3 separate regions of the Mus musculus genome follow, and regions 1 and 3 are each linked to region 2. The links are chromatin contacts, called in public promoter capture Hi-C maps. All regions are on one chromosome and are shown on one strand. Each heading gives the region's core, a stretch centred on a gene start, on an enhancer-like site or on the middle of the called end of the contact. The rest is flanking DNA. Distances are from core to core; before and after follow the strand shown. Region 1 overlaps 0610040J01Rik (RIKEN cDNA 0610040J01 gene). Region 2 has its middle 37 kb from the start of Gm3716. Region 3 has its middle 21 kb from the start of Gm25608.

Region 1 (3,027 bases), core at 192-2,691, 800 kb after region 2:
AGAACGTATGGATAGTCTCTAGATAATAAAGGAATTTATTGATGACTTACAGTCGGCAGCTCAATTCCCAACAATTGTTCAGTCGCAGCTGTGAATGGAAGTCCAAGGATCTAGCAGTTACTCAGTCTCACGCAGCAAGCAGGCGAAGGAGCAAGAGCAAGAGCTAGACTCCCTTCTTCCAATGTCCTTATATTGTCTCCAGCAAAAGGTGTAGCCCAGATTAAAGGTGTGTTCCACCACACCTTTAATCCCAGATGAAAGGCATAGCCCAGATTAAAGGTGTGTTCCTTAACTCGGAGATTCAATCTTCTGGAATCCATAGCCACTATGGCTCAAGATCTTCAAACCAAGATCCAGATAAGGATCTCCAAGCCTCCAGATAAGGGTCACTGGTGAGCCTTCCAATTCCGGATTGTAGTTCATTCCAAATATTGTCAAGTTGACAACCAGGAATAGCCACTACAGTGCCCAAAGAATAACAGTAGAGGTAGTCCTCTGGTTTCCACATACGCACACACATATGTGTACATACATGTCATACACACATGCACACATATGAACACATATAAGAACAGGTCTTGTTAAAGTAGAATCTGTGATATTTAGGAAATCACTTTGGGGATGTTCAGTCTCCTTTCTCATGAATGGATCGACTTGAACTAGGTAGTGCCTCAGGACCTTTGACTTCCACATGTCTGATTTTTGTGTTTGTTTATGTGCCTGTCCGTTTGAACACAAACACACAGAATTCCCATGACGGAGAGAATTCCTTAATGACTTTGGTGATTAAAACTGAAATGTCCATTAAAGACATAGTCCAACCCTAACATCTTCCGAATTGTGGAGAAGCACGTGAGGCTACATTTCTGGCTGCCCTCTGTCCACATGAGAGGAGATGCAGGAAGAGACCAAAGTTCCACGCTGCTTAGACTCTGGCCTGTGATGTAAGCTGTGCTGACCGGAAAGTTAATGATTGCCTGTCTCCCGAGTTAAGCTCTGCTGAGAATCTGGTAGGGAGCTGAATGGAAAGAAAGTACCACACACGCTGGTGGGAGACTTCAGGAAGCCACTGTGACTTCCTAAAGACGTGGCCCAAGCCAGGACACTACAACACAGTTCCAGCGCACACCAAAACCAAGGCCGAACTGTCTTTGTTAAGTCCAATGCTGGAGTCGGGTGGGTGGAGGTGGGCAGGAGCTCTGAATTAAAGACGAAAATAGGGGTCTTCCCAGTTCAGGCCATTATTTGCAAACTTTGAGATTTGGGTGGGTCAGGTAGCATAGTTTGCTCACAGGGGCCTTGAGTTGCTTCCTGGCATGCCCTTCTCTCTTTGCTATCCTTTTGCAAATTATGTAACTCGGTCATTGACAGCTACTAGGGGAGAATTCGCATGGCAAACTCAGTCCAGTCCATTTCAAAAAGGTCAAGGGACACCTGGTGCTGAGTATCGCGATCGCATTGGGTGTGATTTCAAGTTGCGTTTGTTGGATCTGACGCTAACCCTTTCCTTTGCATCTTTGCATGCCATTTTTCATTGGCACTGAGGACTCAGAGGATAATTCATGCTGCTGCCAAGCCAAGGAGTTCAACTGTTGACTTAGAGACACACTTTCATTCACAGGACAAAAATCTGGCACCCAGTTAGTGGCAAACACAAAAGAAGTTGTTCTGTCGCTCTTGCAAATCATATGACCATGTCTTACAGTGACCCACATCGTCCAAGGATGCAGTTTTTTTCTCACATTCCTCTTTCATTTATATGAAATGATTTATAGTTAAATCAAGTATATGTGTATGTGTGTGTGTATGTGTGTGTGTTCAATCTACATTTGAAAAAATAATAAAACTTCTATCTTGGGAATTCATTATTCAGTATTCAGAGGTGGTGAGCTCCTTCCCCCTTCACATTTCATGAAATCTAGGACAAAGACATAACAATGACATCAAACAAACATTTCTGACCTTTAACCAAAATAAGCTTATTATATGTAGGACTCTAGGGCAGGAGAAGAATAGGTTTTCTAATAGATGGATTTTATTTATTTCATTGTGATAAGAACACATCCTATAAGATCTAACTTAACAAGCTTTATGTGCTCAACACAGATTGTTAGTATAGTCACAATGCATTTACTTGTCTTTAAAACAAAGGTTTATCTCACTTTTATTTATATATATGCCTATATGCCCGTGTATATGTTTGTACATGTGTGAGTACAGGTACCCATGAAGGTCAGAAGAAGTTGTTGGATCCCTGGAGTTGTCAGGTGCCAGACATGGGTGCTAGGAACCAAACTCAGGCCTGAAGAGCAGTGTGTGCTCTATGCCATCTCTCCAGCTCTGCATTTATATACCTTGTATAACTATGATGCTATATCAGTCAAATGTCACCCCAACCCCTCAGTCCCTTAACCCCTAGTTCTCACCACTCTTTATGTATCTGTGACTTTGAGGTTTCTGCTATCTCATGTTAAAAAACAAACGAACTTTGATATTCCTTATTTTACTTAGAACGTCTTCTGCATCCATCCATGCCATGACAAATGGCAGGGCCCCCTTCTTTCTCAGGCTGCACACACCATGTCTTCCTTATCTGTTTGTCTACTGATGAGCACTCTGGCTGTTCCCTCACTCGGCTATTGTGAATGAACTGAACACAGGAGTTCAACTGTACTACTCAGGTCTGTATTCCTGTTCTTTAGGATAGATCCTTCTAAGGCATTCTTGGGTCATGTAGCAGTTCTGCTTTTAATTCTCTCCGTATTGTTGCCTATCTACTTTTAATTCTCTTTGAACTGTTCCCTGACAACAGCTACTCACGAGCTCTGATTTCCATACTTACTAACTCTGTGTAGCTATGACCAGACTTCCCAACATGAAATACTTACTGTGTTATAAATACCCCGTGAACACGAGAAAAGAGATTTAAGGGAGACTTATTTGGGCTCACGGGTTGAATGGTTACAGTCTATCACTGCGAAGAAGGCATGACTCTGGGAGATAAAGTGGCAAATGTTTCCCAGCTCC
Region 2 (3,014 bases), core at 97-2,596:
GAAAAAAGTCATTTTCCAGTGGGGCTTGTGGCAGCTGTTCTACAAAAGGCCACAGAGCAGTTTCCTATGCTTCATAGAAGTCCAGAGCGGTGTGCAACATCTCCCTCACAGGCAAGTACGTTGCCAAATAGACCAGTCTTTCAATCCCCTAAAAACAATCTTGCTAAAGTCTAAGAAGATAAAAGAATAGCCAACCCCGTTCCCTCCCCGGGAGTGGCCGATAGCTAGATCTGACTTATTGTCCCGTCCTAGTGAAGCTGTCGCTTCCTGCCCTCATTGCTCCCTCCTGTCACCCTCTAGACAGCCTGGCTTCTGCAGGAGTGTCCACATTTACTGGAGAGCAGCAGGCACTTCCTGACTGGCTCTTTCCACACAAGGAACCTCTGTTTGCTTTGAGAGTACTGAACCTCTGAGTGTCCCGGCTAGTGAGCACAGAGCCCCCAGTGCTGGAACAGCTATTTTATGGACATATTTTTTTTTGAGCAATAAATTACAATATTGCCAGCCCGTTAAAAAGCAACACTGTTTACTGTATAATTTTTAAGAAAATATAATGTTTGTCAGGAATTCCTTTCAAGTAGTAGAGAATATACTATGGTATTTTTTTTCCTAAATATTATACGGTTCCCCTGGAGAGTGGTGGAGTAGTGTTAGGTAGGGGTCAGATATCTTACTTAGGAGGTTGTGTTTATTACACCTTTTGAATTCCTATGTGTACATCTGAGATACCAGTTGACTTGGATCCAATTTACAAAGAAAAAACAAAACAAAACAAAAAACAAACATACTAAAAAGTCACCATCTACTACAACATAACAAAAGAAAAAAAAAAACAAACAGAAAGAAAAAAAAAAAACCAGAGGAAAATGAATGTATCGGACTTGAAGGTTGCTAAATGGAATGTGGTTAGTTTGTGGCTAGCCTCAGTCAGCTTAAACAGATTCAAATCCAAGCCTTGAATCGGCTTTAGCCGGCCAGAGGTCAAATTGGGGTCTTTTGTTAGAGACCGTTCTGAGTAGCTGGAGGGCATGGGAGGTGGAAGAAGGCAAGGGTGACCGGATTGGAGGTTGCTATTGTCACAGTTTCAGAGTCTCCCTCCCGCAGCCCCCCACCCCCACTCCGGTTTTATTTTTATATTATTTTACTTTGTTCGCTGTTGTTGAATAGAAAGCTGAGCGAGACTGAGAGGAGAAGAAAGGGGAGGAGGGGGAGGGAGGGAGGGAGGGAGGGAGAGAGAGAGGGAGGAGCTAGAAGGTAGACGGCAGATGCAACCATTAGGCTGGCTGGCCCTCGCTGCCCTACCCCCCACCTCACTAACCCGTGGCCTCCACTCTGACCCACAGACAGAATACAAATGAGCGCTTCTCCGGGACAGGACACTAACTGGCAGTGGCCGGCTAGAGCTCAGGACATTTTCTAAGCAATTCACTAATCAGAAGTGACTGGGGCTCTGAAGAGAATACAGGCCAGCCTCGGTTCCGCCCTCCATGCTAATGATGAAGGCAGTCAAGTGGATAGTTAAGGGCAGCGAGGTGAATAATTCTAAACCGATCGTTGAAAGGTAATGAAATGCACTAGCGAGTTTGGGGGCAACAGATTTTTGTAGCAGGCATGGCTGTTTTCTGACGAGCCGGGTTTGCCTGAGTTTGCCTCTTCTGAGCATCGGAACCCTGACTTTAGGACGAATCGGTTTGGGAAAGGCTTGGGTGGCAGACAGGAGGGGATCTGGGATTAAGAATTCATGCAGCCTTGAAAACTCGCATAACTCCCAGAGGAAGGCACCTGTGACAAAAGAATTCATTGAAAACTGACAAAGCCTGCAAAACAAATGGAGAAAAGAAACAGAACTCATCACTTACCAAGATTATATATGTGAAAATCTATCATTTTGAAGACTAATAGTCATCTGGGTGTGGGAGCTACATGTAGACTTCATTTATTCTCTTTTCTTCTAATTTGAATTATACACAGACTCAAGTTGCCACCTCCCACCCCCACCCCCACCCCCAACACACACACTGTTTATGTAGTCCTGGGGACTGAACCCAGGATTTTGTGCAGGCCAGGCAAGCAGTCTACAGACTGGGTGACATCCCCAGCCCTTTTTATAATGAAAAACACAAAGATGCTAAAAAAGAAATTGGTGTGATGCAATTCTTACCCAGAATGTACAGATGCGAATTGACCTAATGCTAACCACTCGACTGACTTGGGCCAGCAGGGAATCTGCGCAGGTGACCCTTTGCTGCAGATGTTAGAAGTCCTAGCAGCCCCCTCTGATGCAAAGGTTTTCTTTATGAAACTCTCACTATAAGTGAATCGCCTTGGTTTTCCTTTCCTTAAAGTTTAAGAGATAACATCAGAGACAGATTTGGGTTTCTGTGTTCTCCTAAAGGCACTATCAGCTTCTACTTGTATTAATCTGTTTTGTTTTGCTATAATAAAATACTCAACACTGGGTAACCACACACACACACACACACATATACATATACATATATAGTTTCAAGGGCATGGTACTGACATCTGCTTGAACCCATAAGATAAGGATACGGTGAATGGTGTATGAGCATGTGCATATGTGTGTGTGTGTGTGTGTGTGTGTGTGTGTGAGAGAGAGAGAGAGAGAGAGAGAGAGAGAGAGAGAGAGAGAGAGAGAGAGGGAGAGGAAGAGGAATAGGGAGAAGGAGAGGGAAAGAGAACACATTGCCACACAAGAAGGCAGAACAACCTTTATTTTGTGAAGATTATTATGTAGTGAAGTAATCTGCTGCGTCAAAATACAGTCATTATATTCATGCACATTAAAAAGAGCTTTAAAATATAAAGTCTACTGTTTTCCAACTATTTAAATCATCTCAAAATCTGTGCTTTGAATTGCTGCTCTCCAAAGTGATGTGATAAGGCTGTGGGGTGTGCTGGCTAGTGTCATGTCAACTTAACACAAGCTAGAGTCATCAGAGTTAGGAGACTCAGTGGAGAAAATGCCTTCTTAAGATGAAGGCATTTTCTTA
Region 3 (2,955 bases), core at 96-2,595, 620 kb after region 2:
CAGACGTGACCACAGCAAACTCATGGGACTCTCTGCCCTGGCAAAAGCTATAGTGCCATGCAGAAGATAGTCACACAAATGTCAGGGCAACCATACAGGCTAAGAAACTCAAGTCAGAATGAGTTCTTGCTATGAGTGCGTAGTCTTTAGTGCTAAAGAAGTTATTTTTCTGGAAAACCCTCTGTAGTTGTTGTGGTGGCTTTTTGTGGTTGTGGTTGTTGTTGTTTTTGATTCATTTGACACAAGCTTGGGGCATCTAGGAACACTGAACCTCAGTTGAGTGTGTGTGTGTGTGTGTGTGTGTATGTACTGCCAAAGAAACCACACAGGAATATACATATGTATTATATACACATGTACATATATCATATGTGTTATATATGCATATGTATTGTATATAAAACAAGAACAAAACAAATGACAACAACAAAAACAAGCAAGCTGAAAGAGCATTGTCTCCACCTCTGACTCAGTTCTCTCCTCTAGGTTCTTGCCCTGCTTGAGTTCCTGCATTGGCATCCTTCAATGACAGCCTATGATCATGACATGCAAGGCAAATAAACCCTTTCTTCCGCAAGTCAATTGTGGTCATAGTCTCTGAAACAGCCCTAGACAGCTAGCTAGGACAGGCTTAGTGGGGCAGGCCTCTGGGTCTCATTTTTAAATCACTGAAGCTGGAACAAGGGCCAGCAAAGCTTTTCTATAAATGACAGACAATAAATCCTTTAGGTGCGCACATCAGGCTGTCTTTGTCACAATTATTCAACTCTGCCATTGCCTCGGGGACACCACTGCAGACAAACAGAAACAAATGAACAGGCCTTACCAGCTATTTTGGGATTCTCTTGGAAGTTCCCTACCAAACTTTGAATTTTGTAACACATTAAGTGTTGTGAAATCTTTTTCTTCTTTTGACACTTTTCTATCCATTGAAAATGTAGTATCTATTCTTGGGCTCTCAGCAGTGGGCCTTATCTGCCCTGAGGTTACCCACTCTCTGATCCCTGGTTACAATGTTCTCATGTTAAACTTCCAACTGTCTTCCTATAGAGGCCACACACCTCTCCAAGGGGTGGTTGACTCAGAGATGAAGCTACAATCACTGTTAAGGCTCTGCAGTTGGTTGCTTGGCTTTTCAGTTCATTTTTCTTTAACTTTGAGGATTTTTTCTGCCCATTTTCCTTGAACTTGTCCAGCTGTATTGGGTGCTATGTGGAATGAACTCCTGGCCTGCGGTGAAGGTCACCAAAGGAGGTTTCGTTTCTCTGCGACTGCTGGCTAATCCGTTTCTGGATGTCAGAAGCACTTTCATAAGCCTCGCACGGTGTGCCATATGGAATATCGTTCTGTGCTCCCCAGAGCTCCTGTCGCTGCCATCTGTCTGCAACTTCCTGTGCAGTTTCTTTGGCAGTGGGGGAGCCATCTCTCAGAAACGCTTCTATAAAACAAGTTTTGAAAGCCTAACCCAAAACATTAGCCTCTCAACTTGGATGTAAACATGTTTAAAACAAATTAGTAATGATTTGTACTTAAAGGCGCAGTTTCGAACTACAAGTGGGTGCTGTAGACCATCGCCTGAGAGCATCCGGGTGCTTCCAGCTCTGTGAAAGCCCAATCAGGAAAAGCTTTACCATCTCCTACGTTAAGGACTCTCACACCCTGGAACCTTGCCCTTTGCCTATGCTCAGCTTGCATTCTCAAATATCCTGTCATCTAATACATCTATCCTTGAATGAGTTTATATTGGCTTGACCGAAAAGGCTGCTTTACACTTTGTAAGTCTATATCCCGTTTCATGCAGCAGCAACGGCACGATTTTGACTTAGTGAGGTGAGTGTTCTTGGTTGTGAAGACATGAGCCTTGTTATATTCTCTTTGTGGTCAAATAGGGATAACTGTAAGAGAGGTGTTTATACTACAGCAGTAAATGAGATACTCAGAGGAAGGCACTTTTAGCTCTTTGGACACGTGCATATTGTGATAGCCCAAGATCACCAGGTGTGGATAAAGGGCCTTGGCATCTATGTGAGAAGGGCTCAGTTTAAATCTTCGCTCTTTACCAATACTAAAGGAGTAAAACTCATTGGCTATCACCTCAGACCAACCGTGTCTAAACCGACCAACCTCGTCTATTCAAATGGGGAGCAAGAATCCTGCCCAAGACTTCAAAAAAAAAAAAAAATTAATGGAACCAAGGAACATGATGTAAAGACAAAACTCATAGGTGAAAACTCACAGACAGATATAACATTTGCTCATTCGTATGCATATTTATGGCTCTCCAAAGTTAAAACGTTGGAGAACATATGTCTAAAAAACAAAGAAATTATTGTTATAGGTAAACACGGGAGCTCTTCAGAGGAGGAGGTTGTGCCTGGTGGGCGGAAGAATCTGGCTGAAGTCAAGTTAAACATGTAGATTCTTGTGCCTATCCCAGACATTTTGTTGGGACAGATGTGGGATGAATAATAAACTCCTCAGGAGATTCTGATGTAAATAGTTATTGGGCCAGATCTTGAGAATACCATCTTCTGGTTTGGTGGAAGAAGATAGAAAAGAAATAAGTACTTTCTCTCTAATTTTAGTTCCCCAGGTATGCCTCCTGCCCTTCATTAAGATGGGGCTCATGGGTACACTGTGAGGATGTGGGAAACCAGGGAAAAGATGAGGTCAAAGTGGGAAGAATATGGTACCAGGGTGTGTGCTCCTTCCCAGATGTTTGGTTGGTGCCGTTAGTGATGCTCATTTTAGAGTTCTTTTCGAGTGGGCATACTTGTTAGGTAGGAAGCGAGTAATGGTTTCTGCAAGGTACATACTCCTTTCTCTCACTTGGAAACAAGATCTGGAGATAAATGTCAGAGAGTTGGAAAGTTGGCTCCTAACAAGCTTGTTAGGTTTCCAAATCATCATTAATCATCCCTGGATGTGGCCCCAAATGGCAATGTAGTACCCCAG

What was found. Promoter capture Hi-C pulls out the DNA fragments that hold promoters and counts their contacts.
Region 1: a contact with region 2 is called in a promoter capture Hi-C map of liver, with 4 times the contacts expected there. The contact joins two enhancer-like sites. A contact is called at or near these places in 4 of 39 promoter capture datasets (liver, pre-B cells and stem cell-derived epiblast-like cells).
Region 3: a contact with region 2 is called in a promoter capture Hi-C map of hippocampal neurons, with 2.1 times the contacts expected there. The contact joins two enhancer-like sites. A contact is called at or near these places in 2 of 39 promoter capture datasets (hippocampal neurons and stem cell-derived epiblast-like cells).

What each region holds. Positions count from the first base shown.
Region 1 is chr5:63,845,660-63,848,686 of GRCm38.p6, reverse strand. All of the region lies in intron 1 of 0610040J01Rik (RIKEN cDNA 0610040J01 gene), which reads right to left. Among named protein-coding and RNA genes, the nearest start is that of 0610040J01Rik, 35 kb to the right of the region's middle. Within about 2 kb of position 1,441, at least 25 of the 459 cell types and tissues checked have an H3K27ac peak or open chromatin away from gene starts, as enhancers often do. A contact at or near this core is called in liver, where this site is marked.
Region 2 is chr5:64,645,948-64,648,961 of GRCm38.p6, reverse strand. No RefSeq gene overlaps it. Among named protein-coding and RNA genes, the nearest start is that of Gm3716, 37 kb to the right of the region's middle. Within about 2 kb of position 1,346, at least 134 of the 459 cell types and tissues checked have an H3K27ac peak or open chromatin away from gene starts, as enhancers often do. A contact at or near this core is called in hippocampal neurons and liver, where this site is marked.
Region 3 is chr5:64,021,546-64,024,500 of GRCm38.p6, reverse strand. No RefSeq gene overlaps it. Among named protein-coding and RNA genes, the nearest start is that of Gm25608, 21 kb to the right of the region's middle. Within about 2 kb of position 1,345, at least 32 of the 459 cell types and tissues checked have an H3K27ac peak or open chromatin away from gene starts, as enhancers often do. A contact at or near this core is called in hippocampal neurons, where this site is marked.